Regions from separate parts of the Anser cygnoides genome. Here region 2 is linked to region 1. A link is a contact called in public Hi-C data. All regions are on one chromosome and are shown on one strand. The core of a region is the stretch at or near the end of the contact, and the rest is flanking DNA. Distances in the headings are between cores, read along the strand shown.

What was found. Hi-C and Micro-C count contacts between places; a contact is called where the count stands out from the background.
Region 2: a Hi-C map of liver shows a contact between it and region 1, with 1.9 times the contacts expected there. The contact joins the promoter of NR0B2 here to the promoter of ID3 in region 1. A contact is called at or near these places in 2 of 7 Hi-C or Micro-C datasets (both in liver).

The regions. Positions count from the first base shown.
Region 1 is chr24:3,218,355-3,222,381 of Taihu_goose_T2T_genome, reverse strand. It overlaps ID3 (inhibitor of DNA binding 3), which reads right to left and starts at 1,938. Exons shown (of 3, transcript XM_066982571.1): 1 at 1,342-1,938; 2 at 944-1,015; 3 at 1-708. The coding sequence starts at 1,662. The coding sequence ends at 959.
Region 2 is chr24:3,714,836-3,718,902 of Taihu_goose_T2T_genome, reverse strand. It overlaps NR0B2 (nuclear receptor subfamily 0 group B member 2), which reads right to left and starts at 2,540. Exons shown (of 2, transcript XM_013199600.3): 1 at 464-2,540. The coding sequence starts at 1,007. NUDC (nuclear distribution C, dynein complex regulator) reads left to right here and starts at 2,766. Exons shown (of 9, transcript XM_048073198.2): 1 at 2,766-2,955. The coding sequence starts at 2,860.

The DNA of each region.
Region 1 (4,027 bases), core at 689-3,188:
TAAAAACGGTAACTTTTATAAAAAGTTTATAAAGCAAGTACAAGGCATGTTCGCAGAAATTTCACCTTCCTGCACAAAAGGTACAAACGTTATACTCTAGTATAGAGCTCCACAATACACGAGGCCGTGGCCCCAGAGTTTGGTTCGTATTCGAGGACCCCCCCCCACCTTCCCCAAACCCCCCCCCCCCTCTATCCCCCTATTAAAACGCCTTTAAACAGGGCTCGATCGCTATAATCCAAAAATATACAGACAACCACCGCGTCTTCACCAGTCTATCGGTACAAAGTGTCTCGTTTACAAAAGCGGGCTGAAAAAGTCCTAAAGAAGCCGGGATTTTGGGAACGCCGCTCGAAAACTCGCCGAGGAGGCAGCTCCTGGTCGCGGGGGGCGGGGGGGGGGGGGGGGACAGATGGGGGGGGCAGCAGCCGCCTCTCCCCTCGCCTGGGGTCTTTTTTTTTTTTGGGGGGGGGGCGATGCACCTGGGGTCTTTTTTAATTTCTTTTTTTTTTTTTCTCCGGGCGATGGATGGAGGAGCCCAAGGGTGCTTGGGTGCAGCCGGGTGGCCCCCCCGTGGTGGCCTGGGGGGGGCTCCGGGGGGGGCCGCGGCAGGTCGCAGACAGCCTGGCGCCGCGCAGGAAGCTGCTATTTACCTCCGGCCGATAACGAATCAGGAACCGACACTCGCTGCGTGTTTGCTAATTGGCACTGGGGGGGGGGAAGAAAGGAAGAAGAGTTAAAAATAAAAATAAAATATAAAATCGGTTTTTGGGGGGGGGGGGGAGGGATGAGGGGCGCGGGGTCAGCGCCACGCGGGGGGGGGAGTAGGGGTTGGATGGGGGGGGGAAGGCGGCGTGGGGCGGGTTTGGGGGATTTGGGGGACGGAGGGGGGATGCTTGGGGGGGGGTTTCGGGGGGCTGCCGGGGCGGGAGCGGACACTCACCTGCTGGAGGCGGCGTTAGTGGCACAGAGCGCTCTCGTCTTTGGAGCAGAGCTCGGAGGCCAGCTCGGCCGCCTGCGGAGAGCGGGGACAAGGGGGGGTCAGGGCCACCGCGGCAGCAGGATGCGTCCCCCCAAAATCCACCCCATCCTCCCTTTAGGACCACCACCTCCCGACCCGTGTAGGACCACCGCCACCCCCCCGACCCTTATTGGGACCACCACCACCACCCCAACGGGACCACCACCACCCCCCCAATGGGACCACCACCACCACCCCAACGGGACCACCACCACCACCCCAACGGGACCACCACCACCACCCCAACGGGACCACCACCACCACCCCAACGGGACCACCACCACCCCAATCACGCCCCCGGCCCCGCGGAGCCCCCGTACCTTGAGGGACAGCAGGGTGGCCTCCGAGGACGGGTCGCGCCCCTTGGCCTCCTCCTCCAGCACGATCTGCAGGTCGAAGATGTAGTCGATGACGTGCTGGAGGATCTCCACCTGGCTCACCTTGGTGCCCTGCGGGATGCCCGGCACCAGCTCGCGCAGCTTGGAGTAGCAGTCGTTCATGTCGTACAGGAGGCTCATGGGTTCCTCCAGCGCCGGGCTCTTGTTGCTGCTGCCGCGGGCGATGGCCAGGCTCTGCTCCGAGAGGCAGCACACGGCCTCGTAGCAGCTCCTCACGGACCTCACCGGGCTGATGGCTTTCATGCTGGGGCTGGGGATGGGGCTGGGGCTTGGGGGGGGGGGGGGAGGTGAGGGTTTTTGGGTTTTTTTTGGTTGTTTTGAGGTTTTTTGGGGGGACGGGAGGCGGCGGGTGTCGAGGCTCTGCTGGGACCTGAGGTGCTGAGGCTGGGGCCTCCGAGCCCTGCGGCCTCCAAGCTCCGGGAGCTTCCCCCTCCGGGACCTTCCCCCTCCGGGACCTCCTCTCCGCTCCCCGGGCCCCCGCTCCCCTCGGACCTCGCTGGCGCACTGGGGCTGGGGCAGCCCCGCACCGCCCCCTTTATAGGGCGCCCCTCGCGGGCCCGCCCCCCGCATGCAAATCGGCCCCGGCTCCCCCCCCAAATTATGCAAACGAACCCGCGGACCCCTCCCGCGCATGCAAACGAGCCCCAAAGGACCGCGCTCCCACCCCAAAACCCCCCCCCCCACGAGTGACCCTTGGTGGCCAGGGTGGCCCCCGTCCCCCTGCGTCCCCCCCCCCCCACCCCCCCACTGCCACCCCACAGCATCACCCCAAGGCAAAACCCCAAAACCCCTCCATTTGGGGGGGGGGGTGTCTCCCCCCAGCCCCACGTGCACCCCCCTGCAGCCCCCTACCCCTTTGCCCCCCCCCCCCCCCCCCCCAGATTTGGGGTGGGTGATATTTTCCCCCCCCCCCCTTTTTTTGCTTTTTGCCGGGCGATCCCGTAGGAAATTAGTGCCGCCCTGTTCCTCAATTCGCTTCTCATATGACCTCCAGACTTTCTGGCGTCGGGAATTATCTTGTGACCAGCAGAAAAAAATTAATTGCGGTAAAGCTGAGGTTACGATGGAGAAACCAGATTTAGGTCAGCCGCCGCGCTCCTGCGAGCGGCCGGGAGAGGGGTTTTTTTTTTTTTTTCGGAGGGGGGAGCGGAGATTTATAGGCACGGGCTGGGGGGGTTATTCCAGCACGGCCCCCACCCCACACACACCCAACCCCAAAACGCCGCCGGCTCAAAAAGCCCCAAGCCGTGGGGACAGCGGGGTGGCCGGGCCCCGTGGGGGTCACCGCAGCGGGTGGCGGTGGCACACGGAGGGTCCGGGGGGGTGGGGGGGGTGGCCAAGGGCCCGCGACCCCCCAGATGGTGAAAGCAAGGGGCGATGCCCCCCCCCCCCCCCCCAAAAAAAAAAAAATCCTCGCTGGGGTGTTTTGGGGGAATTTCCATCGGTTTCGGTTGCAGGGGGAGCCCGGGGAGGGGACGTCGCGTTGGGGGGACACCCGGGACCCCGCTTGCCTGGGGCTCCCAGCTCGTGGGGAGGGGGCGAGGGGGGGGGGGACAGAGGCACCTGGAGCAAATTACGCCTGCCCACAGCAGCAATTTATTCCAGATCTGCCCAAATCCCAGCTCGGTGGCGCTGGGTTTTGTTTCCCCCGTTCGGACCCCCCCGGGGGCTGCACAGCGGGGTGAGGGGGGGGGGGGCAGAAGCCCCCTGCTTCTCCCCCCCAGCCCCTCGGAGACCCCCAAAACCCTCAAAGCAGCAGCCAGCCTTTTTTTTTTTTTTTTTTTTGCGATTTAAAAACTTTTTTCTTACCCCCCCCCCTTCACCCCCTCCCCATAAATTTCCTGGGAAATCAGCTCCGGGCGTGGAGCGGGCACGGGGGGAGCCCAAACCCTCCTCGGTCTGCTCGGGGGCAAGCAGCGAGGAGAAGTGGGGCACCCCCCAAAAGTAAGATTAAATAGGGTAAAAAAAATAAGACTGAATAGGGTAAAATAAAATACGATAAAATAAAATAAGATAAAATCAAAAGGATAAGATAAAATAATATGAAATGAAATGAAATAATGAAATGAAATGAAATGAAATGAAATAATGAAATGAAATGAAATGAAATGCAGTAAAATGAAAAAAAAGAAAAAAATAAAATGAAAAAAAAAGAAAAAAATAAAATGAAAAAAAATGCAAAAAATGCAAAAAACAAAACGAAAAAAATAAAGTAAACTAAAATAAAATAAAACGGACTAAAATACGGAAAACCACCCTGAAACCAGCTCTCGGAAGCCCCAGCCCGCTTCCCAAGCCCCGCGCGCGCGGGCGGCCGAGGGGGGTCCCCGCGCCGTTCCCATGCCCGCTCCCCGCTCGCCGCCCCCCATTTCCCAGGGGGCTGAAAGGGCTGCGCCGGGGGGCTTTTGTTTGCAGGGGGTTTTGTTGGCGGCCGTTCCCACAGGCCCGGCCGGGGCGGCGGGACCCGCTGCCTTTGCCCAGCTGTGGCCCGGGCCCTCCAGCTGTGTTGATCTAACTCCCGGCCCCAGACAGCCTGGCGCCAGCCCTGTGCACGTCATGCATTCACACAGGGATGCGTGGCCAAGGCAACCTCCCCGCGCCATGGCCA
Region 2 (4,067 bases), core at 1,291-3,790, 500 kb before region 1:
CAGAGAGAAAGGAAGAAAAGCCCATGAAGAGGGAGGCTGGAAAACAGCTCCAGGTTTCTCCCATTCCTTTCCCCTGCATCTCAGAGGGAGTCTCTGAGCGCCACGCTAACAAGATGTACCCAGCACTGCTGAGATGTGGCTATTTCAGGGCTGCTGTTTTGAAGGAGCAAAAACAGATAACAGGGCAAACAAGCTTTACAGAGTAAGTACAGGGCTCTTCGTTGTTTGCAGAGCGATAAGGTCTCTGTTTTTAATGCTATATTTAATATCCCTCCTTCCCGCCTCCCAGCTGTCAGCTGCATTATCGGCGCTAACGATAAGGCAAGCAGCCCTCTCTGCTCTCACGCACGCTCCTGCCCGTACTCTGAGAGACTCCAAGCCAAGAAATATGTTTTTAGATGCTAACACGTGCAGGGCTTTCTCTTGCTACCAGCAGGCAGGGCTCAGAGGGTTGAGCACTCACCGGGATTAAAGAGAATGGCTCCCTTCAGGTAGGCATATTCCTTGGGGCTCAGGTCCAGGCTCCAGAAGGTGTTTAGGCAGCACTGCAGCCGCTGCACGGCAGCCAGCGTGGGCTGCGTCCGCTCGGGCTCCTGCCGTTTGCTTTGGCCATCGAGGAGGATCTTCTTGAGCATGCTGGGGGCCGGGGTCTCCATCACCTCAAACGTCACCATGTCCTGCGCCAGCCCCAGGAGGAAGAGGGGGACCCAGCAGCTGTCCAGCAGCAGGAGCTGGTCCCCTCGTGGCAGCAGGTGGAAGGAAGGGAGGTTTTTCATGAAGCTGACGGTTTTCACCAGCACATCGGAGGCAGCCTGGCAGGTGACGTGGGGTGTGCGCAGGCAGACTGTCCGGCGCTGGTGGCACAGGCAGCGCTGGTGGGCCGGGCTGCAGCTGCCCCGGCTGTGGTTCAGGTTCTGGCTGAGGAGGTTGTAAAGGATGGCGGTGCGGTTGTCCTCCTGCTGGCACTGACACCTCTCGCAGTCCACGTCCATGCTGCTGGTCGTCATAGCTGAGCTGGAAGCCCGGATCCTCTGTGAAACTCAGCTCCTGCTGCAGCAGATGTGAGAGACCCGTAAACTTCCTCCCTGCCTCAGCCTGGAAACACCCTGTCCTCCCCGCTCTGCCAGCACATGGCTGCTCAAACCAGCTCTTATAAGGCTCGGTCACAAGTGAAACACCCCTTCCCAGCCTTGACCGCTCTGTGATTAAGCGGTCCTCATTAAAAAAAAAAAAAAGCAGCCGTCCCCTGGATGATTGGCTGGGGCCAGCAAGTTCTCGGCGTGGCGTCAATGGCCGTTTTCTCAATGAAGCGCCAGCAGCTGCCGCGGGGGGACGGGGCAGCGCGGGTTGGGCGGCCTTATCGCGATTACCCAAACAGTATAAACAAAGTCATTAACCCGGGCTGTACCATGGCACCAAGGCCCCGCGCTGCAATCAGGCAGCGCTATATGGCAGGTGTCACTGCCAAGGAGTTCACACACACACACACACGGCACCCGTCTGGAGCGAGGGCCCTGTGGCAAATGGCCTGTGCGCTCCGGCCTTGGAAAGAGCAACCTGGAAGTCGTTTTATCAGCAGATATTTGCCTAACCTTGTTGACAGGAGCCTCGCTGCTGTTACAGTTAAGGAAGCGGGTGAACTGAACGACTCATCCTGAGGCAGGGCCCCATGTGTCACAGGGGAAATGCTGGGCAGGGGTGGGCCGGGTTTATAGATTTTCACCTTGAATTGCTCAGGTATTTGTATCTGCTGATCTGCTGATCTGTATCTGTTGGTTTAGGGAAGGGGCAGCATCCGAGTGATGATTTCAGGGGGCCTGCTGGGGAATCCCGTGGGCAGCAGGAGCCTGTGGGCAAGGCAGGGCCCCACGTGTCACAGGGGAAATACTGGGCAGGGGAGGGCCAGGCTTATAGATTTCCACCTTGAATTCTCAGCTATCACAGAATCACGGAACGTTAGGGATTGGAAGGGACCTTGAAAGACCAGCTAGTCCAAGCCCCCTGCCGGAGCAGGAACACCTAGATCAGGGCACACAGGAACGCATCCAGGCGGGTTTGGAATGTCTCTGGAGAAGGAGGCTCCGCAACCCCCCGGGAGCCTGTTCCAGTGTTCTGGCACCCTCACCGTGAAAAAACTTCATCTCATATTTAAGCGGAACCTCCTACATTCCGGCTTGCACCCACCGCCCCTTGTCTTATCATCGGATGTCAATTATTAGGTGTCCAGATGCATTTGTACGCGTTATCAGCACAAGTTGGTTTAGGGAAGGGGCAGCATCCAAACACTGATTTCGGGGGGCCTGCTGAGGAATCCCCCGGGCGGCAGGAGCCTGTGAGCGGCACAGCTCGCCCTGACGGGGACAACCCCCCCCGAGCACACCCAGCCCTGGGGGGTGCAGACGCGGGGGGATCACACAGGGGGGAGACCTGCAGCGGCCTGCGGGGCCTGCTGGACCCGTCCCTACGCAGGCTGCAGGCCCCTGCCCCGCTCGGGGCCTGGGTGAGCGGCCCCAGGAGCCGTGTGGGGAAGGGGGCGGTGGTGGCGGCTCGGTGCCCACCGGGGCTGGGAGGGGGGGGGGGGGATCAGGGCCTGGCCCTCCAGGGCCTCCCCAGGCCCCGCGGAGCCTTCTGGAAAGGCCTAGGCCTCTCCGTTGCTATGGCAACCGCGCCCCGCTCCTCTCCTCCCGCCTCCCGCGCCCCTCCGCGACCAATCCGCGAAGGGAGCGGCTGGGCCGCGCGCTGCGATTGGCGGAAGGGAGAGGCGAGCGCCGCGCGAGCTTCCGCTCCCTCACCTTCCGGTTCCGGCAAGCGGCGGCGTGAGGGGGCCGAGGCGGCGGCGGCAGCGGGGTCAGGGTCAGGATGGGGCTGAGCGCGGAGGAGGCGGCGGAGCAGGAGGATCGCTTCGACGGCATGCTCCTGGCCATGGCCCAGCAGCACCAGGGCGGCGTGCGCGAGGTAGCGCCGCCGGGCCCGGCGGAGGCTTCGCCGAGCTCCTCCGGGGGTAACGGGGGAGGGGCAGGCGGCGGCCCTCGGACGAGGCCCCGGGGGGCCCCACGCAGCCCCCCCGGGTTCCCTCCCCGCCGCCACGGAGCGAGGGGCCCCCGTGTGCGGCCTCCCCACGCCGGGGGCTCTCGGCCTCGGCAGCGCCACGCGTGGGGCCCGGGGCTGCTGCGGCTGCGGAGCGGGAGAGGCACGGGAGGCTGGAGCCGCCCTGGCCCAGTTTTGCGGTCCCTCGAGCCCCCAGCGGGTTGTGGCCGCCGCCAGGTGCCGTTAAACGCGGCCGCGGCTCCTCCCCTCCTCGTGGGGCGCTGCGCGGGCCTCCCGCTCCTCCAGGTAGTGGCTCCTGGTGGGAAGCTGGTCCGCAGGGAGGGGTGTGTGGGAACAACCCCTGCACCCACACGTGGGGAAATGGTGTTAAACACAGCTCCTCCTGCTGCCGTGGGGCTTCAGGTTGAAATACTGACGAGACATAACTCCTGGGGGGGTGGGGGTGGAAATCAAACCCACTGAGAGTCAAACCCATTTCCATGGAGGTATTTTGGGGTGGCAGTTCATAACTGCCAGTTCACCAGCAGCATCTGGCAGGCAGCAAGACAGTCAGAAATAAAAAGAAGTTTAAACTTTTGTAAATAAACGGGACGCAGCTTGGGGGCGGCTTGCAGGCTTTGAGGGCATAGGCGTACAGAATATGTGAGCATCTGTATACATTCGTGTGTGTGTGTATCTAAAAGTACGTATGCATTGCCAAAGTTTCTGCATCAGAGAGATCTGAGTGACAGTTTGGGATGGCAAAGTAGGTGCGTCCCCAAGGTGACCTGAGAATAAACTGGTTGCCCTCTCTTAACATGAAACACACACATGCCTCTGAAAAATGGGATCCAGGAGCTGGATCTCCTTATAAGCCCTTGGCTGTTTTCTCTGGGAAAGTCACAGGGTTTCAGTACGGTGCTGATGCAGACACAGATGGGAAGGGCGCAATAAAGGCTACTCTAGAGACACAAGGTACCTTGGAGTGATCTGGTCTCACTGCTCTTTTTTTCTCTCTTCACCCCTTCTCTTCCCCCCTT